3 separate regions of the Mus musculus genome follow, and all the other regions are linked to region 2. A link is a contact called in public HiChIP or PLAC-seq and promoter capture Hi-C data. All regions are on one chromosome and are shown on one strand. Each heading gives the region's core, a stretch centred on a gene start, on an enhancer-like site or on the middle of the called end of the contact. The rest is flanking DNA. Distances are from core to core; before and after follow the strand shown.

Region 1 (2,972 bases), core at 60-2,559, 1.5 Mb before region 2:
GGGTGAGTTTGTAGAGGAAAAGTTTAGGAGGCAGTGCATGAGGAAGAGTGTTCTCTATCCAACCATTGTGTGGAGGCTAAAGTCACAAAATGGAGGGTGCCCTTGACTAGAGATAGGTACTTTTTCTGTTCCTGGGGAGTTCACATCCTAATCATGGAAGACTGGCAGTACCAAAGAAAAGGATTCAGTAACCTTTGAACTATTTATTGTGAGAAATGTCATATAACAACAGAGACAGTCACAGACACTAGGTGGGAGAAGTCTGAGATGGCTTCTGGCTTGTTTGGTTGAGGCCACGTGTTCTCATTTAGAAGTGTGTGTGGAACTCCTTATGTAGGATGATGGCTGTGAACTCCTGACCCTCTGCCTCCACCTTTCAATGTTCACATTAGTGCTTGGATGCCACACCAGGCTTTTTGAGGTTTTCGTTTGTAATGGGCTTTCATATAAGTCGGGGTCTCCCTGAGCTTTCTATGTACCTAAGAATAGCCTTGATCTCATCATGCCTCCTAAATGCTGGGACTTACAGGCATGCACTGACACCTCAGGCTATTTGATTTTTGATGAAGGGATAGTTTCTTTGTTTTGAAATTGGTTCTCAAAAATTGAGGGATGTGTGTAATAGCCCAGAGTCTTGAAATGCTGGAAAATTACCCTTTGTAAGAAACTTTCCTGTAGGTTTACATTACTCAAAGAAAATAGCTCCCCTTGCAAAGTAAATTAAGGCAAACCAATCAGAACTTTTCCAAATGCCAGGGCCAAAAAGTGGGAGTGGGTGGGTAGGGGAGTGCGGGGAGGTTATGGGGGAGGGTATGGGTTTTGGGATAGCATTGGAAATGTAAATGAGGAAAATACCTAATAAAAATATTTTTAAAAAGTACACGGAAAAAAAAGAAAGAACTTTTCCAAGCCCTTGTTGAAAAATATTGAGTTTACTCAAAACGTCAAATAGAACAACAACAACAAAAAAAGTCCATGTCCTCTTTTACACAGGGTTCCTATCGCTGTGATAAACACCATGATCTAAACCAAGTTGGGGAAGTAGGAATTTATTTGGCTAAACTTCCACATCACAGCCTACCATCAAAGGAACTTGAGGCAGGAACTGAAGAAGCCACAGAGAAATGCTCTCTGGTTTGTTCACTCCACTTGCTTTGTTATACACCCCAGGACCACCTTCCCAGGGATAACCGGCCCACAGTGAGCTCAGATGGTTCACATTGACTGAGGTCTCCCTGAATGCCAGGCAGCTGTCTGCTTCTGGTGTGAGAAGTGGTGAGGATTTGTGGCATGAAGGCTGGTGCAGGTTCCTCCCATCTGTGACTCCTTCTTGACTCATCAGGAAACTCCTTCGAGCACCTACCACAGAATGGGGCTGGGAAGGGGGATTTCCAGCCGCATAGTTTGCCATTGCAACCACTTCTTTTGTAACACAGGCAATTCTGAGTCAGAGACTTCTGGAAGGCAGTGTTTTGATGTGGCTAGGGTATTCCTAGGTCAAGAGAGACTTGCAAAAGTTTCATTTTTAGGGGCTTCTGATAAAATGAGAAAATAGGATTAAAGCCGTGGTGATATTTTTTTTGGCTTCTTTTTTTCTCACATTTTTATTAGATATTTTCTTTATTTACATTTCAAATGTTATCCCCCTTTCCTAGTTTTCCCTCTGAAAATTCCCCAACCCACCCACTCCCACTCCTGGCCCTAGCATTCCTCTATACTGGGGCATAGAACCTTCACAGGACCAAGGGCCTCTCCTCCCATTGATGACCGAAGCCATCCTCAGCTACATATGCAGCAAGAGCCATGAGTCCCACCATGTGTTTTCTTTGATTGGTGATTTAGACCCACGGAGCTCTGGGGTACTGGTTAGTTCATGTTGATGTTCCTCCTATGGGGCTGCAAACCCCTTCAGCTCCTTGGGTACTTTCTCTAGCTCCTTCATTGGGGACCTGTGCTCCGTCCAATGGATGACTGTGAGCATCCACTTCTGTATTTGCCAGGCACTGGCAGAGCCTCTCAGGAGACAGCTATATCAGGCTCCTGTCAGCAAGCTCTTGTTGGCATCTGCAATAGTGTCTGGGTTTGGTGGTTGTTTATAGGATGGATCCCCAAGTGGGGCAGTCTCTGGATGGTCATTCCTTCAGTGACAGCAGATGCTGACGAGGATGTGGATAAAGGGGAATACTCCTCCAGTGCTGGTGGTTTTGCAAGCTGGTACAACCACTCTGGAAATCAGTTTGGTGGTTCCTCAGAAAATTGAACATAGTTCTACCAGAAGATCCAGCAATAAGAAGATCCAGCAATACCACTCCTGGGCATATACCCAGAAGATGCTCCAACTTGTAATAAGGACACATGCTCCACTATGTTCATAGCAGCCTTATTTATAATACCCAGAAGCTGGAAAGAACCCAGATGTCCCTCAACAGAGGAATGGATACAGAAAATGTGGTACATTTATACAATGGAATATTACTCAGCCATTAAAAACAAAGAATTCACGAAATTCTTAGGCAAATGGATGGAACTAGAAATTATCATCCTAAGTGAGGTAACCCAATCACAAAAGAACACACATGATATGCACTCACTGATAAATGGATACTAGCCCAGAAGCTCATAATCCTTCTTAGAAGGGGGAACAAAATACTGATATAAGGAGTTACAAAGTGGTAATATATTTTAAGTGTTTAAAAGTTAAAATTGAATGGTAGTGAGTTTTTCCTTTGGTTTTGTTTTGGTTGTTTTGCTTTGTTTTGTTTTGTGGTAACCTTTGTGTTACTCCTTGGTAATTTTATACATATATACAATGATCATAACTGCCCCTTCCTATTTGCTCAATACACTCTCCCAATACATCACCCTGCCATCTTTGGGTCTTTACTTTTTAGAACAAGCAAACAAACAAACAAACTTACTGAATCCAATTAGCGCTGCCTGGGGAACACTGACTAACCTTGTTGGCTTGGTTA
Region 2 (2,998 bases), core at 379-2,878:
CCTTAGACAACCAGACCTGATTGTCATGACTGCTGAAGCTGCGGGCTCAGCCGGGGCTGTTTGAAACTTTTTGCTGTTACAAACCTGGGTGTACAGTGTATTGCTCTGCACTCATTTCCTGTGGGACAGAGGGGAGCACGCCCCCTAGTGGCGTAGCGGAAGGATGGCTGGGATGGAACAAGAGGCAAAGCCGTGATTGGTTCAGACACCTACACAGCCTGCTGCTGTGGTCAAAGAGGGAGTAGACTGTAAGGAACCCTCCCGCGCTACCTCCTGGGAAGAGTCTCTTGCCTACTTTAGTAGTGCGGGCTGCGGGGGTAACAAGGAGAAAGCAGACCCAGTCAAGGCTCAACAGTGGACGGCAGAATTGTAAAAGCAGACAGGCTGGCCATGGTCAAGAGCTAATGAATCCGCACTTCCAAGACCTGCACAAGAGCTGTATGTTTCTAAGGGCTGCTGCCAAGGGCTGAAGAAATCCAATACCTTGGCCTGCTGGGAAGCTCGCAGCCAAAAATGTCCTAAGAACTCCCGGAGGGCCAAGGGCCCTACACTCAAGAAACCTGCAATTACTGGTCTTGTCTGCCTACAGCCGGCACAGAAAAACACAGTCAGCAGAGATCAGCACTCCCAGAACTTTTTGTCTATCTATGATTTCTAGCTGGGCAAAGGAAAAGAAGTCCAGCTGTTTAGTAGCAAGAGGCTGCTATCATTGTATCCTTTACTGTATTAATTAGAAATGATGGCACAGAGATGTAGCCTCTTGTAAAGTCCCACAGCACACAGGGGGTTGAATTAGAACTATAAGCAGGAAGCTGGCCTCCCCGGCCAGAGCTCTGATTCTTTCCTTCTTAAACTCCTGGTCAAATGGAGTGACCACAGACGCCAGTGCTGTGCACTGTGGGTGACCCTGAGCAAGTACTTAGCACAGCACATGAACTATTATTACAGTTGACATTGAATAAGGACTTATATGTTATTCGGGTTTCGTTTTGCGTTAAGACCAGAGATATTTTATGTCGATGAAATAATACAACTACCCAAACCACCCAACGAAACCGGGTAGACTCTGGAGGAATACAAATCTATAGTAACTCATGCCGGTGAGCTCACCGCACAAGAGTTAACAGCGAGGCACGCTCTAAAGGATCCTCGCGTCCGAGCTGCAGGTCCCCAGGCCACAGGGAAGCACCATTTTCAGTCCGAACTCCCTCTGAGACGGTTCTGCCTGAAGCCTGCCCTTCGGATGGGGACCTGGCCTCCTTTTCAGGAGAGCGCGGCTCTTGCCATTTGAAGACGTTTAGTTTTTCAAAGTTGTTTTGCAGTCGCCAAGATGACCGATTACTGGCTTAAAAGTTGCTAAAATAATCCAGCCCGGTTCGTGACCCTGTAAACCCTGCCGGGGAAGGGCCCGCCTGCCTCCCCCAGTCCAGCGGTGAGCAAAGGCGGCCCGAGACTCCCGGCCCCGCCGCCCGTGGTGCTCGACCCTGATACCCGCCGCACGCCCGCCGCCCACCTGCCAGGGAAAGGAGGGCAGCGCGCGAGCCGCCAGGAAGCGGCGCTCGAAACTCTGCAGCAGAGACGTGGCCCCCTCGTGGTCCTCAGGCGCCATCGCGGGGCAGGGCCAGGGTTGCCTGGAAACGGGCGGAAGCGAGGCCTGAGACGGAGGAGGCGTGGCAACTAGGAGGTAAGATGTGGGCGGGGGCTAGTCTATGTTCCGGCCCAGGAGGCGGGGCAAGATGGTGCCCGCGGGGCGGGGAGTACGGTGGGGCAGGGTTAGAGGCGGACCGGGCCGGGTTGGGCCTGACTGGGGAGCGTTTTAAACAGTTCCTGGAGCTGGAGCTGGCAACTTGGAGGCGAAGCCTAGACTGGCTTGGGGGCGGGGCTCAGAGGGCGGTCCTTGGCAGGAACTGGGGGTTGGAAGGTGGGCCCGAGCGGGAATGGGGGTGGGGCTGAGATTGAGGTTGAGCAACTCTTAGCCGGTTGTCTTTGGGTGGTCTGGGGCGAGCTCAGATCAGCCGGGGGCGAGGCTAGGGTGGGTCTGCCCTCGAAGTAGCCGAGGAAGATTTTTGGAGGGGTCTAACCCCACCTGGGTGTTAGGAAGTGATACCTGGGATCCTTCAGCCTACCTGCGCACGCACACGCGCGAGTGCGCGCGTGTACACACACACATCCACGAAGCCAGGTCAGCATAGGGGACCAAGGAGTTGGTCTTTATTCCCTGAACTGGGTTCATTTAAATAAAATGAACTGAGATTGTTTCTGTGGGGTTTCATCTTTTAATTTCTTTACGTTATTTGTGTATATGTGTTCACACACACACACACATATAACAGTAACAGTATCTGCTCTGAAAATTAGTGCACAGAATTGCAGAGGCTTCCAGCAGGAGTTTTGTTTCATCTTGCAAGGAATAGAATCTGAACTAAGAGTGGGAGTTAGCTGCAGTGGGTGGCAGAGTATTCTGTTCAAAGTCCCTAGAGTTGAAAGGCAGGACACTGGCAAGCCACCCCTGTTGTCCTCCAAGTGTGCACTGTCATTCAAGGTGTAACAGTTCAGTTTAGCAAATGTCTCAAAATCTCCATTTGGAAGCTTCTAGAGCTAGCTTGTTAAATATACTTGCAGAATGTTGATGAAGGGGACAGATTGTATCCCATTACCTCCTTTAGACAAGAAATCCTGAGGTTTGTTTTGGAGAACAACAGAAGGGAATTAATTACAGTCAGGTCTGTGACCCTCCAAAAATCCAGGCCAGCATAGGGGACCAAGATGGGATTGGTCTTTTATTCCCTGAGCTGACTTGATTTAAATAAAATGAACTATGATTGTTTCTGTGGGATTTTGCCTTTTAATTTCTTTACATTGATTATTTGTGTATGTGTGTGTTTGTGATCCACCACACATAAATAGAAGTCAGAGGATGGCTTGAAGAAGTTGGTTCTTTCCTTCTACCATGTGGGTTGAACTCAAGCCATTTGGCAAGTGCCTATACCCACTGAGT
Region 3 (2,904 bases), core at 317-2,816, 1.0 Mb before region 2:
CAAGGGAGCTAGCTCTACTTTGCACAAGTGTGCTTAAACCACTGTTTCAACATTTTTCATCAATAAGATTTTTATGAAAATAAACATCAAACAACTTGTCATTTAAAAAGAAAAGTGACTTTTCCCTACCTACCTGTGAATTATTTATTTACTCCTTTCTACCACTCAACAAATTTTAAGTCAACAAAAATCTCCTGAAAAATGATGGAGGGAGAATACTCCCCTCTCATTTCTACATTAACATTCTCCTTTCATGACTGGATTTCAGGAGCACTTCAAACTGAAGCCGTGAAATCTAAGTTTTGTTTCAAAAGCAGAAATATTTTTAAATACACTTGTATAAAGTCACAGAGTTCCACAACTTGAACATCTGTATCTAGCGCCAATCTGCAGGCAGCAATGTAATTTGATTTGGACCCATTCATCAGAAACTGATTTTCAGATGCCGCTACAAGTACGTACTGGAAAAGTGCTAGCTGCGCTGAGCCGGCATTGTTCACAGCAGCATACGAGTTTATATTTCGAAGGAGAGCTTAAAAGGGGAAATACGAATAATTGGCAAGGTTATCAGAGCTGTCCAGAAGTACTCTGAATTACTGAATGAACAGGGAAGTCTTGGGTACCCGATCCGATCACCTAAGAAAGTTTGCACGGAAGCTATTTTGTGAGTTGGGGAAAAGATTTAAGATTATCTTGCTTTTCTCTTTCCCTGAAAGATTCAAAGTCCTTAATTTTTTAATTTTTCATCTCCAGTGTAAAACCATTCCAACCTCAAAGGCAGACTGGAGCCCAAATGGACTTTTAAAAGCCTGCTAGCTTCTTTTTAAGGTTACGTATGTAAATGAAAGACACCACAGCAACTTTGATGACAACTCGCACATGAGGTTTGGGGTTTTGGAGAAAAAAAAATACTAGGTGATCAAAAAAAAAAAAAAATCAAGACTTTCTAAATAACCACTAAGCGTTTTCCCAAGCAACACATTCCAAGAAACTTCTCCGTCGCAACTCGTCGCAACTAAGAAGGCAGCAGCTGTGTCCGCGACTGCACCGCCTAGAGTGGGGGGTCCGATCCTGAAAGCCCTCATTGCCTCTGGTCGCATTCTCTTACTCCAAACCTCCAAGGTCCCCTCCGCTGTCATCCCGGCCGGCCACGCGTGCGGACACTAGACCGCGCCCCCGCTTCACTTTTCCTCCCGACCAGGGAAGCGCATCCCAAGGCCCGGGACAGAGTCTCTGGCCACTGCGACCCTCAACCCCCTCCCTGCCCCGAACTCTGACAGCGAGCCTAGACCCAGCCTCACCTGTGTTGTCATTCGCGGAGAAGCCGGGCGAGCTGAGTTTGGCTCGTTTGGGGTTGGGCGGTCCGTCCAGCAAGTTCTCGGCCATCTTCACCTGCTCGCGGAAACAGCCCTGAGCGCGGGCGGCGCGACGCGGCCCGGACGGGGGTCGGGCCGGCGGCTGCGAGCAGGCGAGCCAGCGAGGAGCGAGCGCAGGAGCGCGGGCCGGGCCGCGGAGGGCGCAGGCCGGGTGGGGGAGGCGGCGGCCAAATCTCAGCCTCAGCAACAGCGCCCCGCAGCGCTCACCGCCCGCCCCCGGCCGCCGCCGCCGCCGGCCGCGGCCCCCTCATCCCCTGCCCGCCTCCCGAGCGCGACACTCCGCGGCCCGGGCACCCAAGCGGCCCGGCCGCCTCCGCGGGCCCGGCTGGCAGCGACGGCGCCCGGCCCCGCGGCTCAGGCGGCGCCCGGGAACATGGTGGTACCGCCGCCGCCTCGCCGCCACCCCCCCCCCCCGCGCGCCCCACTTAATGAATTCGCCCGCGGCCGGACGACCGGGGGGCTTTGGGCTCCGCCGCCCGCCCGCGGCCCGCCGCCGCCGTGAGGAAAAACAATGCGCCGAGCGGGGCCGCCGCCGCGCCGCGGCCCCCCCACCCCGTGCCGCCGCCGCCGCCGCCGCCGCCGCCGGGCTCCGGGAGGCCGAGACGAGAGGCGAGCGGGGCCGCCGGGGCGGGCGCCGAGGGCCGGGCGGAGCGGGCCGGCCAGGCGGAGCGGGGTGCGCGGGCGGTTGTGGGGCCCGGGACCGGCGGGGCCGAGTAGATCGCGCTCGAAGCCCCGGTCGGATCCGCGACAAGATGGCGGCTGTTGATTCCTCAATTAAAAAAAAAAAGAAAGTTTTTTTTCTTCTCTTTCCAGAGCCTGAACGGGGAGGGGGAGGGGGCGGGGCACGCTTGTACGTCACCCCCCCCGCGGCGTCACCACGCACGGCCCCCGCCCCGCCCCTCCACCTGCGCCGGCCGCGGCGGAAAGAGCCGAGCGCGCTCGGGTGGAAGGGTCGAAGGCACGGCGGCGATGCGTGAGGCGACGGGCTGCGGTGCTAGGCCCGGCCTGCGGGACGCCAAGTGCGCAGAGCAGACGGCCACTTTTGTTCTGACGCTGTCAGTAACGCGGCACGCGCGGGGAGGGCGCCCTGGGCTCGAGCCTAGACCCCCCCCCCCGCCAGGCTCGGAGTCAGCGCTGATCCGGGCCCAGCCCGTCCGGTCCCGCCCCGCCCCGGCAGCTCTGGCTCTTCGCAGCTCCTTGCTTGCGAGCCTCCAGGGTGACATCGGACTAAGAAGACGCCACCGCAACCTGCGCCTCTTCCCCGCGCCCTATGCTAGTAATGGCGAAGTGGCGCCTGCAGGTTACAGAGGGTCCTCGGGTCTGTGTGCAGATGGGGAAACTGAGGCAGGAAGGGGCAAAGCAACTTTCTCTAAGATCACTGAGGGAGAAAATGACAGGCCGAGAGTCCACCCCTTCCTTGTGCTTCCCAAGTTTGCAAGGGCACCGCAAGGCTCTTGAGCGCCCACTCCCAAGCCCAAAAACGATAGGGCCAGGTCCAATGTCCAACGCTGTCACCTGAAGGGAGAGG

Evidence for each region. Promoter capture Hi-C pulls out the DNA fragments that hold promoters and counts their contacts. HiChIP or PLAC-seq counts read pairs in DNA pulled down with a chosen protein or histone mark.
Region 1: a contact with region 2 is called in an HNF4G HiChIP or PLAC-seq map of pancreatic cancer cells. The contact joins the enhancer-like site here to the promoter of Eef2kmt in region 2. A contact is called at or near these places in 2 of 39 promoter capture datasets (liver and pre-B cells), 2 of 484 Hi-C or Micro-C datasets (double positive thymocytes and liver) and 1 of 115 datasets of contacts at active chromatin or transcription factors (pancreatic cancer cells).
Region 3: a contact with region 2 is called in a promoter capture Hi-C map of pre-B cells, with 5 times the contacts expected there. The contact joins the promoter of Crebbp here to the promoter of Eef2kmt in region 2. A contact is called at or near these places in 3 of 39 promoter capture datasets (neutrophils, pre-B cells and stem cell-derived epiblast-like cells), 1 of 484 Hi-C or Micro-C datasets (regulatory T cells), 1 of 115 datasets of contacts at active chromatin or transcription factors (pancreatic cancer cells) and 1 of 9 other capture datasets (liver).

What each region holds. Positions count from the first base shown.
Region 1 is chr16:3,722,107-3,725,078 of GRCm38.p6, forward strand. No RefSeq gene overlaps it. Among named protein-coding and RNA genes, the nearest start is that of Mefv, 5.5 kb to the left of the region's middle. Within about 2 kb of position 1,310, at least 118 of the 459 cell types and tissues checked have an H3K27ac peak or open chromatin away from gene starts, as enhancers often do. A contact at or near this core is called in pancreatic cancer cells, where this site is marked.
Region 2 is chr16:5,254,328-5,257,325 of GRCm38.p6, forward strand. Eef2kmt (eukaryotic elongation factor 2 lysine methyltransferase) reads right to left here and starts at 1,629. Exons shown (of 8, transcript NM_027446.2): 1 at 1,514-1,629. The coding sequence starts at 1,609. It overlaps Gm15983 (a long non-coding RNA gene), which reads left to right and starts at 1,636. Exons shown (of 3, transcript XR_003951974.1): 1 at 1,636-1,684.
Region 3 is chr16:4,211,838-4,214,741 of GRCm38.p6, forward strand. It overlaps Crebbp (CREB binding protein), which reads right to left and starts at 1,567. Exons shown (of 31, transcript NM_001025432.1): 1 at 1,302-1,567. The coding sequence starts at 1,386.